2 separate regions of the Hordeum vulgare genome follow, and region 1 is linked to region 2. Evidence: chromatin contacts called from public Hi-C data. All regions are on one chromosome and are shown on one strand. The core of a region is the stretch at or near the end of the contact, and the rest is flanking DNA. Distances in the headings are between cores, read along the strand shown.

What was found. Hi-C and Micro-C count contacts between places; a contact is called where the count stands out from the background.
Region 1: a contact with region 2 is called in a Hi-C map of leaf, with 5 times the contacts expected there. The contact joins the enhancer-like site here to the promoter of LOC123449857 in region 2. A contact is called at or near these places in 2 of 6 Hi-C or Micro-C datasets (both in leaf).

Annotation. Positions count from the first base shown.
Region 1 is chr4H:593,357,394-593,361,653 of MorexV3_pseudomolecules_assembly, forward strand. No RefSeq gene overlaps it. Among protein-coding and RNA genes, the nearest start is that of LOC123447389, 16 kb to the right of the region's middle. Within about 2 kb of position 2,453, at least 1 of the 3 cell types and tissues checked has open chromatin away from gene starts, as enhancers often do. A contact at or near this core is called in leaf, where this site is marked.
Region 2 is chr4H:593,092,475-593,096,794 of MorexV3_pseudomolecules_assembly, forward strand. It overlaps LOC123449857 (54S ribosomal protein L19, mitochondrial-like), which reads right to left and starts at 1,858. Exons shown (of 2, transcript XM_045127209.1): 1 at 1,710-1,858; 2 at 1-372. The coding sequence starts at 354. It also overlaps the pseudogene LOC123450865.

The sequences.
Region 1 (4,260 bases), core at 1,203-3,702, 270 kb after region 2:
AATGCTTGTATACGGTTAGGATCTTTAGTTGTCTTCACACGGCTACCGACATTGTTGTACAAGAATTCCAAGTTCATGTCCCTCTCATCTTCGAGGATCATGTTGTGAAGAATCACACAGGAATTCATGAGTTCTTAAGGGTTCGTTTGTCTCAAAAACAAGCAGGACCACGAACGATGACAAACCTTGGTATCTTCACTAATGCGAAGATATTTATCGACATAGTCAGCTGGAACGTCATAGAGTTTGTTTGGTAGAGTGCATGGAGTGTGCATGAGCTCAAGAGTTTCCTTATCAACCCACTTTTGAGTATTAGTAGCTTGCATGGGGCCTCCTTAGCATGCATGAGCTTAATCCAACTACCCTCTTAACATGCACGAAGAGTGAACACCCAAGAGTCGTTCACTAGTGAGCATGCATGAATGAGGCAAGTGACAATGTGTATGAAAAAATCTTCAAATTTTTTTAAAAAAAATTTCGGAAAATGCACAAAACACTAAAAATTATCTAGATTTTATTTTTTTTCCAAAATTTTAAAAAATCTCCTGAATTTTAAAATTTGTTAAAAATTTATAAAAATGTCGTGATTTTAAAAAATGTACGAACTTACATTTTTTCCAAATTTTCAAAAACTGTTTGGATTTTCTAAAAATTTATTTTAAAAAAAATAATCAATTTCTCAATATTTGTTTAAATTTTAAAAAAGATCAAACTTTTAAAAAAATTGAAATTTCAAAAGATATTTAATTTTGAACAAAATATATTTCCCCGTGTTTAAAAAAATCACGTTTTTTAAATGTTTTGTTTACTTATTTGAAAATACCGGTTGCTACAGTATCGGCCGACATGTCTAAGGAGATATAAGCTACTAAACAGATTCTCAGTTGAATATATCTCAGCACATACACCACTACTAAACAACACGAAATGCATGTACTCAGCATGTTACAGTCAGCATGTATCAGACAAGAACAACCATGTTAGGTTGGAAAATGCTACCAAACACACCCATATGCAATCACTCGCATAGCTGCCGATATTTTTTGATATACGCTAAAACCTGTCAAGCCAACGGCGTTTCTCCTTTGAGTAAAAAACAAGAATTTGCCTCGCAAGTTTGCACAAAATTTATGATGAGGGATTGGCGCATTCGATGCCTTCTTCAGAAGAGGTGCGACGGATATGTTAGACTGTCCGCGAAGTAGTCTTGCATGAGCATCTCGTTCCCAAATTGGCGGTTGCGAGGGATAAAATAGCGCCCGACGGTCGATCCTCGTCGTCTCTTCCGGTTTCTATCCTCGTACTCCTTCACGGCGATCACGACCACCACCATTTGCCGCTGATGTCTCTCGAGCAGCGACTCTATGTCCGAGTTGTCCCACGAGCACGAATCCTCGAGCAAAAACTCCTTGCAAGGGCTCAAATCTATCTATAAAAATGGTGCACCCGAGGTCGCATGAAAGGATATTCTTTGCCAGATTCACCATTAATTCAAACTAGACAAGGGCACGAAAGGACTCGCCAGCGACGGGCTGGGGGCGGCGGCAAACTTGCGAATCCGAGGCAGAGGTGGGCTGGAGCCGGCGGTGGCTCGGCAGGGGTCAATCCGGTCCTACACGCGGCCGGGGGCGACGGGCTCGGTGGATTCGATGAGGCGGCAAGGCGGCGCGGTTGAGCGGGCTCGGGAGCGGTCCGGCGACGTGATTCCGGCGGGGGGTATGGCCAGAATCGCTAGCGGCTGGTGGACGGTGGCGCTATGAAATGGGGGACGGAACCAATACGGACTGAAATGTCCCTCCTGCCATCCGCTTTTGCGAGATACAAGGCACCGACGGGATGGGGACGAAAATTTTGTATTCACGGATCAGAGGGGCACTTTTACCGCGCCCTTTAAAAAAAATTTAAGGGTCTCCTGCGTTTATGGGTCTGTTCGGGACACTTTTTCCCCACGGAACTGTATTTTAAATCAGTGAATATTTCGTGGAAATTTGGAATTTGTTTTCAAATGCACAAACAACTTTTTGTTACGACAAACATCTGTCAAATGAAGTAGAATCTTCAAATACATTAAATTTTTTTGGGTCAGCGAATATATTTTTAATTGATGATTTGTTTTTGTAATTCGTGGACATTTTCTGAATTTCAACATTTTTTGAAAACCTCCTGAACATAGATCTTGAATTCATGAACATGTTTATTCAGTATCATGAATATTTGTCAAATATGTAAACATTTTTAAATCACAGATTTATTTTTTATCCTCAAAACTAATTTTGTATTTGTGGAAATACCTATTTTTCAAAATAATAAAGAAAATAAAGAAACATAAGTAAAATAAAATAAAAAATTATGGGAAAAGATATAAAATAAACAGGGTACCGTGCTTAAAAGGGCCTTGTCCCAGCACGCTTTCCGTAGCGTAGCACCCCGAATAGGAGGAGTTTTTGAGATGGAAAATCTTATCGGATATCCTTATTTGATGCTCTCTGCGTCGCTTGTCGGGGCTTCGGGCACGTTTGGGAATGGGCCGATCCGTTTATACGCCAATACCTCCGGTTTGGGAAAATGTTCCAACCAGTTTGTCTTGGTTTTACGAAACTTTTCCTAAACTTTTTTTTTCTTTTCTGTTTCTGTTTCAAAAATGTTCTGGGTTTTCAAAAAATGTTTCGGGATCTGACAAATTATTCTTGAATTTGCAAAAATGTTCAGCATTTGAAAAATATTTCGAAATTTGAAAAAAATGATCCGGAATCGTGAAAATTTTCTGGAATTTTAAAAAATGTTCCCAATTTTTTCTGTGTATGTTTTAAATAATGTTCTGGAATTTCAAAAATGTTCTCAATTTAAAAAAATTGTTTCGGAATTTGAAAAAATGTTCTGGATTTTTCAAAAAATATTTTGGAGTTTGAAAAATGTTCCAGAATTTGAAAAAATGTTCCAGAATTTCAAAAATCTTTAGGAAATTAAAAAATGTTCCGGAATCTATAATTATTTCCAGGGCTTTAAAAAATGTTTCGGAATTTTAAAAAAATGTTCCCAATTTCCTCTGTTTACGTTTTAAATAATGTTCTTAGTTTGCAAAAAATGTATCGGAATTTGAAAAAATGTTCTGAAGTTTGGAAAATGTTCGAGAATTTGAAAAAATGTTCCCATTTTGAACTTTTTTTACAAATGCCCATGTACAACAGCTGATTAAGTTTCAGAAATACAACAACTGATTAATTTGAAAAAGATTTCCATTTATAATTTCTCCTTCTAAATACAACAGCTGATTAAGTTTCAGGAATTCAAAAAAAATATTTTTCATTTCAAAACTTGTTCTCAAGCTTAAAAAAATGTTCGCGCTTCCAAATTTGGTCAGGATTTTCCGATCAGACCCCGTATATCGCCCCAGCCCGTAGATATTTTTGCGGGGCGCGTCAAAACTTCTCCTCCAACCTCTAGTTTCACGGGTTGGGAGGTCGACCCGAGCTCAGCCCCTATCCGCAGCGAGATTTGGCAGGGGAGACATTTCCGCGTGGCCTTTCCCGCTCGATCCACCCGCCGCCACCGTTGCCTCGCCACCTCACGCTCCGGTGCATCCTCCGCGGCAGTCCCTCGCCGCCATGGACGCCTCCTTGCTGCCCCCCGTCACCGTCGAGGTCGCGCACGCTCCTTCCCCTCAGGCGGATCTTGTCGCCGGCCATGTTGGCCCCGCCGTGACTCTAGCTAGCACCGCGCCTGCCCGCAAGCGGCAGGGCAACGTTGTCGTGCAGGGCGGAAATCCGGCAGCCCCCGCCGCGAAGGCTCGCGCTCCGGGCGCTAACGTTGTTGCGCGATCTCGGCCGGCGGCGGAGAGGGTCACCAAGGTCGCGGGCATCAAGAGGAAGAAGATTCCGGCTACAAACAAGCCGCCTCCTTCATCCTCTCACTCCATCCCGGAAAGAGATGCCCCGGCGATGCCGTTCAACGGTGTCGTTCCCCCGCAAGCGAGGTGTTCGACGAAATGGTAGGAAGGTATGCGTCTTCGGTCATGGCCATTTCATTTCGTTTTCGCCATTTGTCGTGATAGCTCGTCACTTCTTAATCATTCAATATAGCGGTGGTTCAAACAATCCAACTTCTGAGTTCGTGAACTTGTTGGACACCAACGCCGTTGACATTGATCAAGCCCCGTTCGCCGCATTCGACTACAATAAAACGGAGGGCGGCATGGATGATCATGGTTGTGAGGACGATTTGGCGGAGATCGAAGCGGAAGCGTATGAGCAATCGTAATCA
Region 2 (4,320 bases), core at 608-3,107:
TGCGATCTCATAGACATGGCGGAGCGAGAGGGACGTCACCATGTTGTGGCCCGGACGGCTGCTCGCGCTCTCGATGCCCGCCGCTTTCTTGAGGAACCATGAGACCGATGGCGACTTGACCACAAACTCGAAGGTGCTGTCCTTGTAGGCGGTCAGCGTGACTTGCATCGGAGTCTCTGCCTTGTACTTCTGCGTCCTGGCGTTGAAATCCTTGCAGAATGCCATCAGATTGAGCCTGTAGAAACCCAGAGCTGGTCCGACAGGTGGTGCCGGGCGGGCTGCTCCAGCAGGAACCAGGAGGCGGATTGTTGCTAGAATAGGTTTCCGTGTTGCCACATCTTTAAGTGTTGCCATGTTGCTCCTTTAGCAGATCTGCGGTAAAAACTGGCATCAATCAATATGGCATGTTTACAAAGAAACTACTCATAACAAATTATCAGTAGCTAGTGGGACATAATAAGTAACCAAAATGAAGATCCACTCAAAAGAGTAATTTAAGTGAAGAACAAACAAGGATTTCTGAAACAAAATGTTTTTGTCAAAACAAAAAGGTTTCTGAAGTAAACTCCAACTGTTCTTAGTCCGCCTTCTTAGAAACTTACTTGAAAAAGGTGTACGATTTCCCACAAAGAAACTATGTGACCAACAATGGATGAACAACCATGCAATTGCTTGCAAGAATGCCCCCAAAGAGACTGTTTTGGCTATGTGACCAACAATGGATGAACAACCATGCAATTGCTTGCAAGAATGTCCCCAAAGAGACTGTTTTGGTAAAGAGGGTCCTTCAGCAAAAGCATGGTATGCAAGGCATAAAATGCAGACTCCTTAGTTACTTGCCTCCAAACATTATTCTGAACTAAAACACCACTTACCAAACATACCATAAGTCTAAGATAGGCTAATAACCATAATTGTATGTCTAAGTGACAAATTCAGACCTCATCAGTTACTTGCCTCCAATCACTACTCTGAACTGAAAACGCCATGTAACAGACATACCATAAGGCTAAGATAAGCTAAATACACAATACTTCTATTCCCTTCAGCATAGCCATAGGAACATAGCACAACATCTCCCACTTGGGAAATTCAAACTACGCCACAACCGTTAATGTACGAACTTTAACAAAGCAGGTACAGAACAAAGTTCTTCCTAGAAATGTAATGCTTCAACCATGTTTCAGCCAAACCTCGTGGTGCAATGGTATCTAAATAATCAAGATTTTTACATTCACATTAAACAACAACTATCTGCAGGGCATTTTCCAGTAAATTGAGATAAAAGAGAAGGCTCTGGCTCTTTAAACCCAAAATGACCAAAGAGACTGTTATTGACGGTGTTTGGTCAACAAAGGCATGCATCTAAGTGACAAATTCGGAGTTCATATGTTCCACGCCTTCAATCATCACTCTTGAACTGAAACGACACGTTCTGAACATAAATAAGGCAAAATTATGCCTAGTACGTACAAAATAGTTGCATCTAAGTGACAAATTCGAGTCTGCCGCCAAGAAGGAGCACTCTCTGCGGCAGGAGTTCCAGTACGGGGTTCCTTTAGATCTAAACACGCAAATCTACGCAGACCCCATGGACATGAAGGGGATACCAAAACGGCGGCGTTCTTGGCAGCCGCGGGCGCTCGGCTAGAGTTTTTCACGGGACGAGAACCTGAGGTCAGATCCCGTTGTGACGGAGCAAAACTGACCTGCGTGTACGTCGTCCGGTCGCGCGCCGCCGTAGCTGCCGCCGGCCAGCCGCCTTCCGCACGGGGAGCAGAGCACGGACGGAGGTTGGAGAATGGCTGCGGCTGGGCTAAAACCCTAAATCGGCCTTCCGTCGTCACATTATGCAGACCCAACAAGGGGAAGGAGGACCGGGATGGGCTGGGGAATGTACACAGGGGAAGCGAGCCCAGCAGAGCAGGGTGGGCCGGCCTTGCCTAGTCGAACGAAGAGATGTGGATATTACTTTCTCTATCTTTTATCTTTTTACAGTTTTGATTGACTGAGACTTCGTTATGTTTCAATGGATGCTATAATCCTTCGGTCTTTCATGAAAGGTTTATAAAAAAAATATGTATGTTTTATCACTTGATTGAGATTTGGTTAAGTCTCAGGCATGTGAGACCTAGCCACACCCATCTTTGAAGATTTCAACACTCCTTATTAGACAGTAATCAAAGTAGCATCGCTTATAAGCATGTGGTCTCAACAAAAAGTACCAGCTCATACAAATCTAGCAATTCAAACCAATTCACGCTCTACTGAATTTCCTTCTCAATGGCAGTGCTCATACCAAACTTGAGAAAAACTCTCGAGCTATGTGATAACAATCCTCAAATATTGCAGATGCTGCCTTAAAGAAGTTGCCAACTTTCTTGAAATAACCTTCTATATATTAGAATTTATGATCAATCTTGTGCATCAGAAGGACTGAGCCAGATTCAACCCAAAGCAAAGAGCCGTTATGTCGTTTCCTGCTATTAAGAACTTGCCTAAGCTGTCAAGTAGAACCGCATGCACCGTACCTTGGAGTATATCCGGATCATGAGCAGTGTCTACGCCGAGCATAAAAAAATTCTGCTACCCCATTTAAAAAAAACTGCTCCGAAATACAGGTTTTTTCAGGGACGCAGCTATTCTCAACTAGAGCTGAAATGAACCCGTATGAATAGTTAAATCCTAAAAGTAAAAAAAAAATTGCACAAAAATCTGAATATTTTTGCATGAATCATTGAAAAAAATAAGCATCTTCAACAGACGCGCCAAATCAAATGTACGTTCCCTGGGTGCGGAAAAAAGTGTCGAGCAAAAAAAAGGGCGCGCGTGCGCGGGAAAAAGCCGGGGTGGGGGGGATGGGCAGTAATTTTGCCGCGTGCGGACGCGCGCTATAAATTCAGCGCCCCTTCACTGTTTTGCCTCGTTACGCGCCTTCTTTCTGCTCTTCCTCGCCACGCGCCCTCTCCGTCGCTCTTCTTTCTCGCCTCGCCGCCGCCAGGGAAGCTCGGGCTACCGCGGCGTCCGCGCGCGCCCCTCCAGCACCTTCTATGTCGAGATCCGCTTCGGCGAGATGCGCCTCGTGGGGAGATGAACTTCCCCGAGGTGATGATGTTAGAGTGGGCGCAACGGCTAGCGCCTCCCCCACGGCTTGTCACCGAAGAGGACCGTCGCCAGAACCATAGGCAGGAGCACTGCCTCAGCATCGCTGAGATGGACGAGAAGGCAATGGCGGTGCGGAGCCAATAGTTCCCGCGGGACTTCTTCGACGAGCGTGAATTGTTCACGCAAAGGAGGAGAGGAGCACGAAGCGAGCCGCCTATCACGAGGACATGCGTATGCAGAAGCAGGCCGCGCTCTTTAACATCGAGCTTAAAGAAACATCGACCTAGGACCCCAACGATGAACGGTGGGCTGACGCATCACGACGGAGGAGTCGGAGGAGGACACCAGCGAGTCGGATGAAGACGTCGAGGAGTAGTTTTTATCTTTTTTATCTATGGACTATGTTTTTATCTTTTTTATCTATGGACTATGTTTTTATCTATGAACTAACGATGATGAGTAGTTTCTATATATGAACTATGGTTGAAATATGAGCGGCGCGCTGTATTTTTAGTGCGCCCGCTAAAGCGCTACAACGACGCGCTAAAATTTGCAGCTTCCAATGCATCACCTGCCTACTTGGACAAAAAACATTACACACGCTGTATTTTCTTGTATGGGCAGTGCCTCTGCGTATGTTGAAGATGCTCTTAGGCCCTCTTAAAGTATCACTGTTCTACCCATGCAAGTCCACATGCACAACACGCGTGTGTATAAAGTAAAGATAAACTAAAATCTTAATACTAAAAAGTGCAGTTGTACTATTTGGCTTAAACAAGTGCACCCTCACGTGGAAGTGTGCATAAGTCCTTACACTTTATTTTGTTTTGTTTTTTAAAAATATTATAACTTTTGAACCGAGTCTCAGAACGACGATCCATTTTTCACGGTTGTGTTTCACACGACGGGCACGGTTCAAAAGTTATAGTATTTCAAAAAAAATAAAACAGAATAAAGTGAAAATGACCTGTTGTAAGTACAGCTGCATTTTTTAGTATTTGAGTTAAAATATTAATATTTTATGAAAATTTGTAGTAGAAACGAATGGGTGAGCAAATGATGAGATTGAGCTAATTTTACAACACACTCTCAATCCTATTCCGGGGGTTGCCTTCCTCCCCCGGCTACTTCCATCAAAACCATGCCCGTCCCTCCAAAAATAGGCCAGGTCCTTCGCAGCCACTACACCTCCCTCCACGAGCGCATGCACGCAGG